Regions from separate parts of the Anas platyrhynchos genome. Here region 1 is linked to region 2. A link is a contact called in public Hi-C data. All regions are on one chromosome and are shown on one strand. Each heading gives the region's core, a stretch centred on a gene start, on an enhancer-like site or on the middle of the called end of the contact. The rest is flanking DNA. Distances are from core to core; before and after follow the strand shown. Region 1 overlaps LIPC (lipase C, hepatic type). Region 2 holds the start of LIPC (lipase C, hepatic type).

Region 1 (4,510 bases), core at 1,073-3,572, 62 kb after region 2:
TGTTTTACGCTGAAATTAAAGGCCATATAGATTATATCCACATTATAGTCATAGGAAAGTCAAATGCTGCATACAAAAGGCAATACACATTTGCATCATTTGCAACCAACAGCAACAAAAATCCTACTATTTCTGTTAATGACTTTCCTGAGCATACCACATAAGCAGCAATGCCCAGATGCATTTTCCTGATGCATAAGAAGGAGGCAAAGAATAACACGCAGCCAGCAAAGAAATTTAGTGCATGATCCAAACACCTCATTTCACCTCCAGCATCAACATATGTACAAATTTCTTGGGTTATAATTCATGGTATACCTGCCTTGTAGTAACTAGTTTATTAGTTTACTTTTTACATTTTCTCCATCTAAATCAAGCTGCTATTATCTTCCAGGAATCCATTCAATTTTCCAGAAGCAATGTTCATCTAATTGGGTACAGCCTAGGAGCTCATGTTTCAGGGTTTGCCGGCAGTTATATCAGTGGTACAACCAAGATCGGAAGAATTACAGGTAAAAAACAAAACAAAACAAAAAACTACTTACTTTAATAAGCTTAATAGTCAACTGATTTCTTTGCATACATTACACAGATATTTGGCATATTATAGTTTATATTAGAACTAAGAACTCTTCAATCCTATTTTTATTAATCACACTGACAGTGTTATTTTTGCTGGAAATTTACCTATAGCTGCTGGCTAAAAGCTTGCATTTAATTTATGAAGTCTTTTTAGGCTCATGGCCCTAGCTAAATTAATGTATGTAGACACCTTTTCTAACAGCATCCTCTCCAAAGTTAAAATACTCACATGGATAGGCAACTTAATCCACTTGCATAATATTTTAAAACCCAAGGAAACCATGCATGGAAAGCCATTTACAACTAACTGCATGCACTGTAAATACCTACCACCTTGTGTGTGTTGCAAGAAAGCATTTAACGAGGATTGATTTTAATAAACAGAAGAATGTAAATAACTTTACTGTTCCCTTAAAGATAGATGCATTCGTTCATGATCTAATACTGGAAGAGATTAGAAATGCAGCATTTTAATTTGTACACAAGAAAATAAAAGAAAAAAGCAATGGGGGGATAAACCAAAACAACAACAGAAAACCCACCATCAACAAAAACAAAACAAAAAGTTAGATCCAAGGTTTGGGTCAGACCAATAACCCCAAACTATCTGGAGAACAATATCCTGAGCATCTTCCTGAAACAAAATCTCTTTCGTGTTAATTGGCCTTAAGAACTTATAGTATCTGATACTGTGCCCCTGCATGACCAAAACATAATCCACACATTATCTAAAGTCCAAACGCAAGTCCCTCTTGGGGTTTGCCATTACAATGAAAGATTTAGAAATAAGGTAACATCCACTTCAAGCTTCCACCCAACCTTGGCTACTCTCAGTAGTCCCGCCTCCAGCTCAAGCTGCCTTCCCCAGGCCTACCTCCCTTGGATAGCTTCAAGTCCCAGTTGTGACCTGATTCACCATTCCATAGTCCCTTGCTCAGTCAGTTCTTGTGATGGTGCCTGCATGCCAAGAAGCTTATTTTATGTGATATGTCATGATATTACACCTGTGTACGCACTGAAGAACTTGAGCTCAGCAGCACTGATTGTTCAGACCATATTAGTACATAAAGCCTTAATAATGGCTAAACAAAACCATTAATTTATTATTACAAATTTATGCATTTTTCATCAAAAATTATTCCAACTTGTAACAAGCTGAAAAAAAATCATACTGATTAAAGCTATTAAAAGGAAAAGGCATGACTTCGGGGTGGCATCTCTACTTGTATCCTCTGCTATTAGTCTTGTCCTGTTACATCAATGCAAATACATTACTCCATAATACCAGCTGAAGAATCTCAAATTTAGTCGCTTCTTCTCAAAACTAAAAAGCAGCTTTAAACTACACAGGAAATCTTTTTCCATAAATCAGTTCCCAAAAAGGGCCCTATACAGAAGCATCCAGTAGACTAAAATCAACATCTCTAACTGGAATATTATTTTCCTGAACACTGTAATAATTTGAAATCTTTTAACACTGAGAAACTATTATAAACAGCATCTACCAGACAGAGCTCTTGAATCAAAAAGTGAAGTTTTATAAAATTACAAGTCTCAAATGTGGGCTAAAAGTCACCCTTGTTGTGGGACTGCTGTCTTCAAAAGAGCCTCTGAAATGCATGACCTCTAGAGTATCAAAGAACAAAATTAAGTAAACATCCCTCAAAAGACAAAGCAGTAGCAAGCATGGTTTGTCTATAACAAACACATCTATCTCTGAGCCTGTGTCCTTGTGCATGCAGCAGTTACTGTTTATTACAGCACCCGTGTTTATTTTACCTTTTGGTGTAACCATGTACACCACACAGTACAAGTGTTCCTACCATTGTTTTTGTCAGTCAAAGACCTTGTAAACTACCAGCACTGTATGTTTTTAAATATTTATCAGAGTCTTTTCTCAAAACAGTATAGGAAAAATCCATCTGTACTACATCACAATTGGATTATTTGCATTTATTGTAGGCCTTGACCCTGCTGGCCCCTTGTTTGAAGGAATGTCACCAACAGACCGTTTATCTCCAGATGATGCAAACTTCGTAGATGCAATTCATACATTCACTAAACAGCACATGGGTCTCAGCGTTGGCATCAAACAGCCTGTGGCCCATTTTGACTTTTATCCCAACGGAGGCACCTTTCAGCCTGGCTGTCACATTATGCATGTCTACAACCACATTGCACAATATGGAATCACTGGTAAGAACCAATTGGGCCGTGAGGGAAGCAGCGCTGTAGCTGGACTAACAGCATAGGGGGAAACTGCATAGACCTGTGGTCTTAAAACAGTATCTAATGGGAGAATTGTCTTGCCTTATATGCAAGGAAGTTTCTTTTCTAGAATTTGGTGATTTTTACATGTATTGAGTTCAAATTGTTCTTACTGACTGGTAAGAAACGTGGCTGCCTAGCACTTCTGAAAATCAGGCAGTGAGCACCATGGTGTCAAGCACTTTTGAATAATTTTCAAAAGGTATTTGTTGTGGTGGTAGAGGAAATGAGAAAAGTTATTCTAATTACGCCAGATTCATCTAGTGTGCAATTAATTATTTCAAATCAAGACACAGGGCTGTACTACTCACCTTCTTTATTCACCTTTTCCCACGTCACTGTCCTTCAACTGCACAGCGGGTGATGCTTTTTCTGGGACTCAACTACCAGCGTTCCAGGTTTATAGGGTTTATATTTATAGAAGATGAGTTCCAATGTACCTGAACATAAATGTACAGAGAAACTGATGCAACATACTGAAAAAAGGTAAAGGTACTGATGCACTGTGACAAACAGAACTTTTCACTGAACAACAAACAAACAAACATCAACAACAACAAAAAAAGAAGAGTACAAGCAGCATAACACACTGCAAAAATTTCTGAAATATCACACTATATAAAAGTAGACCATCTTAGAAAATAATTCACAGTACATGTGAAAATCTAGAAAGCTTATCAGTGAAGACGTGTATAAAAAATCCACAGTGACATATCCTAATTGCACAGAATAACTTTCATAATTTGATTTTTTTTTCATTTTTCATTTGATTTTTATTTTTTTTCAATTAAAAATGAACATTAAATTCTAATTTGAAATCTTTTAAAAGTAAAATTTCCTTTTAGGAAAAGAGGAAAACATATATTTGTCTTAAAAGCATATCTATGTACTTAATACATATAATGTATTTAATACATTTTTTGCTTTTTCCCCAGTAGTAGCAGCTAGCAAAATTCAACATTAGTCTGTCAATCTGATGGGGCCAAAATGACTTTACCATGTAAGCATCCAAAAGTTAGTATTCAATCATTCAGAATGAGATTGCTGCCTTTAATACTGTATGGTGAAAGACTGCATGTAGTCTCATACTGTATTTCATTATTAACTGAACAGCCATGACAATGAAATCAAGGCTCATATTTAGAGTCTTGTACAGGCAGACTAAAATTTAAGCAGCAAATTATTCAATTTTATTAACCTGTTGGTTCAGTCAAGCTATCTTTGGATGATCCCAGAAGTATGGTTGTTACATGTATGATTTCTGAGACAAATTCATGAGGTTTTAGTAAGCACGAAGGATGTGAGAAGAACAGTAAGATATACGAACAGTTAGCTGCTCTGTAGCTGGAATGCTAAAAAGGGCATGCAAAATTACTGGTCATGTTTTTTTCAGGCATCACTCAAACCGTGAAATGTGCCCATGAGAGGTCAGTTCATTTGTTCATCGACTCTCTGCTTCACAACGACAAGCAAAGCACAGCATACTGGTGCAACGACATCAACACTTTTGACAAAGGAATGTGCCTCAGCTGTAGGAAGAACCGGTGCAACACATTGGGCTACAACATCAGGGAGGAACGGCTCCCAAAAAGCAGACGGCTCTTTTTGAAAACAAGAGCACGTATGCCTTTCAAAGGTTCGTGGGAATGCCTGTTGCAGT
Region 2 (4,604 bases), core at 1,481-3,980:
AGCAAATCACTGATGTAGAAATATTTACGGGGCACAATTCAGTGTAAGCCAATGCATTGCCATCGACTTTAGTAGAGTGACATTTGCCTATACCCCAAGCAATTATTCTTGGAAAGCCAGGTCCGTACCTTGGCAGCGGTCTGGTGCAGTACAGTGAAGCACACGAGGCAGGAAGGAGAGGTGACTTTGAGTCAGGTAACCCTGCCTGTTCGAGAGAGGAAAATGGTCTGCAGCACCACACACAGCCACAACCAGTCGGCTCCAAGTGGCTGTAGTCAGACCTTGTTCAGACACAGCCCAGGGCGTGGGCACAGTCACCCCATGGTGACCGACAATGGTAAAATAAACAGCTGGCTCCTGCCAGCCAGGAGTGTGGGATTTTTTATTTTTATTTTGTTTTGTGCTTCTTGAAAGTTTAGAGCTGTGCAAGGAAGTGAGTGTTGGAGACAAAAAATCTTCTCTAGGTCAGTGAAATATATTCAGCATTGTCTGTAATTAGGGGGGGGTTCACTTCACCACGGTGTAGGAGGCATGCCTGGAAGCGGCACAGCCCCAGTGCCCCAAAGCCCTCAGCTCTCTGCTCGCTGTTTGACAGCAATCTAATTGTGCCAGCCGTGCCATTTGCTTGGAGTTACTGATCTCAGTGACACAAACGCCCGGCTCCTGTGCTGGACAGGAGCCACCAGCTCATTTCACACAAGCCACACAAAGAGTAACCAGGGTACAAATCCCCAGGCTAAGGCATAGGGCAGGCCACTGGTGTTTAGCTGCCAGCATGGCCTGCTGGCAGGGCACCCGGGCTGAGGATCAGACTTACTGTTCGGATCAAACTGCAACAGATTCTAATCTTCAGCAAGAGATTTTAGCCCAGAAGAGCAGCAGCATTGGTTAAAATACCCCAAATTAAGCACCTGAATCCAAATGTCCAAAATCTGACGCCACTGACTTCACTCTGCTCCCAAACCATTTTTTACACCTCTGATCTGGAACTAAGGCCACACGGGGGCAGTACAGGGGGGAAGTAAAGTCCACAGATAGGAATTTAACAATAAACCTGAGTTTCCTGTCTTGTCAGGAAATCTGGAGAGGTAGAACAGTGTCTACTTAGGGAAGTGGCCTGTATTTATCCCACTAAATCCAGATAAATATTTTCATTCAGCCTCCTCTCTTTTCCTCTGTCTTTTCTCCCTCCTTACTTTTTATTTCCTTCCCACCTGCGTGAATATTCTCTCTGCTAGAGCTGTAGCTCTGAAGCACTTTAGAGACTGAGACTTCGGTGCACTTTGCTTTGCAAATACACAGTGATTGGGCTCCCAACAGGAGAAAAACTGTATGAGATGTGGAAAGTGATATGCCACGCCCGCAGTTTGGAGGGGTGAACATTTTGTGCTGGAGCAAAGTCTCCAGGACTGTGGTTAAACACTCATGATTTCCATCATATAAACAAAAAACGCAAAATCCCCTCAGAAAGCAAACAAGAGCAATGACCGTGTGTTAGCCAAGCATCATTTTTGCATTATTTCCCTAGACTAGGAAACATATTTTTCAGTACCTCTCAGCTAAGCCCTTTTCCCCCTCAAACCCTCAATAGGGTTAATTCCTCTAAATCACTGGGACAGCTGTTCAGGTGCTTTTTTTTTAAGATTAAAGCAGACCGAATTTTTAAAATCCTCTAGTTTTGTTTTACTCTGAACATGTTCTTAATACATGCGGTATGTATTTATACAAACTCAGGAGTCCTAATTTAAGTTTGTGTGTATTGGAATTCACTGATCACCTTGCTCCACTATCATCTTTAAAAGATAAATCTCCTAGGATATATTCACAATATTCCGCAATTTCTTTATATTCGATGTTGGTTTCATAAGCAATTGATTATTTTAAAATTGATATTTCCATCACCTACAATTAGATGCAGTGATAAATGGAAGAGCTCTCTCAGATCCTTAAGGAAATGTCCCATTTTCTAATCATCACACTCAGCATCCTGTTCAAAGATGGATTTTTATCCATTACATGCTTTTTCTCCTGCTGTGCAATTCTTACTAAAGCAGAGAATCGTATTCTTTTATTTCAACACGCTCTGCATTACATCCCCCGTATCGTCCTTGCTGGCCACAGCTGTGACACTGTATCCTCTAAGAAAGCAAGAAAATTAATGTGGTAGAACATTTCTGTCTTTAAATCCAGGCTGATGGGCTTCCACAGAATTATGCTTTTCAGGGTATTCCTTCATGAGATCCTGCAAAACAGCCTTACAATATTCTCAGTCACAATTGATGCTAAGGCAACAAAGACCACTCCAACTGTTTCTGCATACTGTCTAAGCCTTTCCTTGAGCAGTGGTTTTGTACCTGCCCCTATATCCAATCAATTAAATCCCATGTTAGGACTTCATTTTTATTTTTGCATCCTTCCAAATTCCTGCCTGATTACATGGACCTGTTTTACCGTATGAGTTCCAGTATATAGAAGACTACTGTGCATATTTGATCTGCATACCAGCTAATGCATCTGTGGTCATAACAGGAAATGTGATCTATCTCATACACAGTTCCTGTACTCTGCTCTAAAGTCAGCTTCAAAGTAATTGGTTACAGTACAAAGTAATTGTACTGTAATCAGTTAAAATAGACTGTCACCAGTCTATTTTAAGGGAATGACAAATCAGCCTTTGACTTATAAATGGCCCGGATTTGGGCCTAAATCTTTTCTGTCTTCTGTTTCTGATAGTTTGCTATAATTTGAGAGAACCAGTTCTGCTGATTTTGGGTACACAAATGTTATGGTTGTCTTATAGAGAGAATAGCATTTAGCCCATAATAGAGGCCTGTATTTTTAAAGTTAAAAAGCCAATTCTGAGACCCTGTCCTGGATGCCTAAATGCGTATGTGTCTTACATATATAGGGGATGTGTATTTTGGCACATGAATGTAGTACACAATGATCTTATTTAGCAACGTTTTTAAGAACATGCCAGTTTTGCAAAACCAAGCACTCAAATATGTTATGGAGTTGTGTCTCTGTTGAAGAGGACATACGACGGAGAAATGTTAGCTTGTGATATCTATTCACTGTTCCCGAGGAGTGAATCTTCATTAAAGTCTTTTTTCAACTTTCGTCTTACAAAAAAAGCTTATGTTAAAGTGGAACATATCATCAAGTAAGGCACAAGGTAAGCACTTTTTTTTTTTTTTTAATGTAATGAGAAATACCTGGTGGTCTGGATGCTGTTCAGACTTGTTGGTTTACCAAGCTGCTTTTTTAACAGAGATATTAGAAATGAAAGCTTAAAATTAGATTCCTTATTATAAGATTCCTTGTCACATATGACTGAGAATATTTGTGAAAACACAAATTGGTTCACGTGAGAGGCTTAGGAATCTACTGTTAGTTTTAATTTCCAGGTTCAGTCCTTCAAGTCAACAATCAACAACTGACTCACTCTCAGACCCAAATATTGCAGGGTTTGCTGATTTTCCTATGTGATTAAGATGTCTACATTCTATTGAAAATCAAAATGAGAATCTGTAATTCTGTTGAAATTGTTAGTAATGTACTCACTGTGTTTACTAAGAGTTTTCTATATTTTCTTTTGAAGTTTTTTTCCTGAAAGATAAAGTAATAAAGTCCAAGATGAGAGAGAGGTAAATGCTGTTCAGGCACCATCCTAAAGATATTTTGTAATTTAAAATATTTAACATTATGTTCTGCCATCAATGGAAGGATACTTGGCAAGATTAACTAAAATAATTGTTGAAACAGGAAAACTAGTGATCATTTAACAGTGCAACAGGCTTCTAACATGATTCAGAGCCTGTGGGATATGTGATATGGTTGGTTAATGCTGTGTCTGCCAATTAAACAAAGCTAGTCAAATTATTCATAGCAAATAAATTCTGCTGAAAAGTGAACCCGTTTTACTCATAGCAGCCTATTCAAAGATGACTTTTATTTCTCTAAACACACTTTTTGTTCTGGTAAGGGTTAGGAGACCATCCACAATGGTCTGCAGTCTCTCTGACTGCTAAAATGCACAGGATGTGTGACTTTTTGTTCACTGCAGTTCCAGGACCCTGTACTGGCAGTGCCACTGGGTTACAGCACTGTGTCAAGACATCACCAGCTCTCTGAAGAAGGTCCTATCTTCTTAGTTTTGCTAAGTACTAAACTGACTTTTATCCATTTAAAAATATATTTCAGTGGCAGCTTTGGTGCTGGAATAAATTTCTGATTTTTCCTGACCATAAGCCTGCAACTCAGTGAAGGAGAAAGGAGCTGCTTACACTTAGCAGAATGGGAGAATGGGAACCCAGCCCTGCCTTCTACTTGTTTAACTCAAGTTACTCAAGAAAAAAACCTCTCCAGTACAATCTCTACTTGTATGAAGAATAAGTGGGTAAAAGCCTCTTGTTCATACCTTACGCTGTCTCAGTCTTTCTCTCACCTTCCAGGCAGAGTATGGATCTTTTTTAAAGAAGCTGCAACACAATCAGAAGAAAATATAGAACCTTAAGAAACAATGCATTGAATCTCTGAAAAAGTTTACCAGGTTTCTCAACTTTTTTTTCCTCTACTTCTGAAAACAAAATGCAGCCTGCCAG

The links. Hi-C and Micro-C count contacts between places; a contact is called where the count stands out from the background.
Region 1: a contact with region 2 is called in a Hi-C map of skeletal muscle, with 2.2 times the contacts expected there. The contact joins the enhancer-like site here to the promoter of LIPC in region 2. A contact is called at or near these places in 2 of 8 Hi-C or Micro-C datasets (liver and skeletal muscle).

What each region holds. Positions count from the first base shown.
Region 1 is chr11:7,695,774-7,700,283 of IASCAAS_PekinDuck_T2T, forward strand. It overlaps LIPC (lipase C, hepatic type), which reads left to right. Exons shown (of 10, transcript XM_013104950.5): 5 at 395-512; 6 at 2,545-2,778; 7 at 4,244-4,486. LOC140003397 (a long non-coding RNA gene) reads right to left here. Exons shown (of 5, transcript XR_011811925.1): 2 at 3,162-3,290. Among named protein-coding and RNA genes, the nearest start is that of LIPC, 62 kb to the left of the region's middle. Within about 2 kb of position 2,323, at least 2 of the 8 cell types and tissues checked have an H3K27ac peak or open chromatin away from gene starts, as enhancers often do.
Region 2 is chr11:7,633,543-7,638,146 of IASCAAS_PekinDuck_T2T, forward strand. LIPC (lipase C, hepatic type) reads left to right here and starts at 2,731. Exons shown (of 10, transcript XM_013104950.5): 1 at 2,731-3,175. The coding sequence starts at 3,139. It overlaps LOC140003397 (a long non-coding RNA gene), which reads right to left. Exons shown (of 5, transcript XR_011811925.1): 4 at 4,421-4,481; 5 at 3,117-3,609.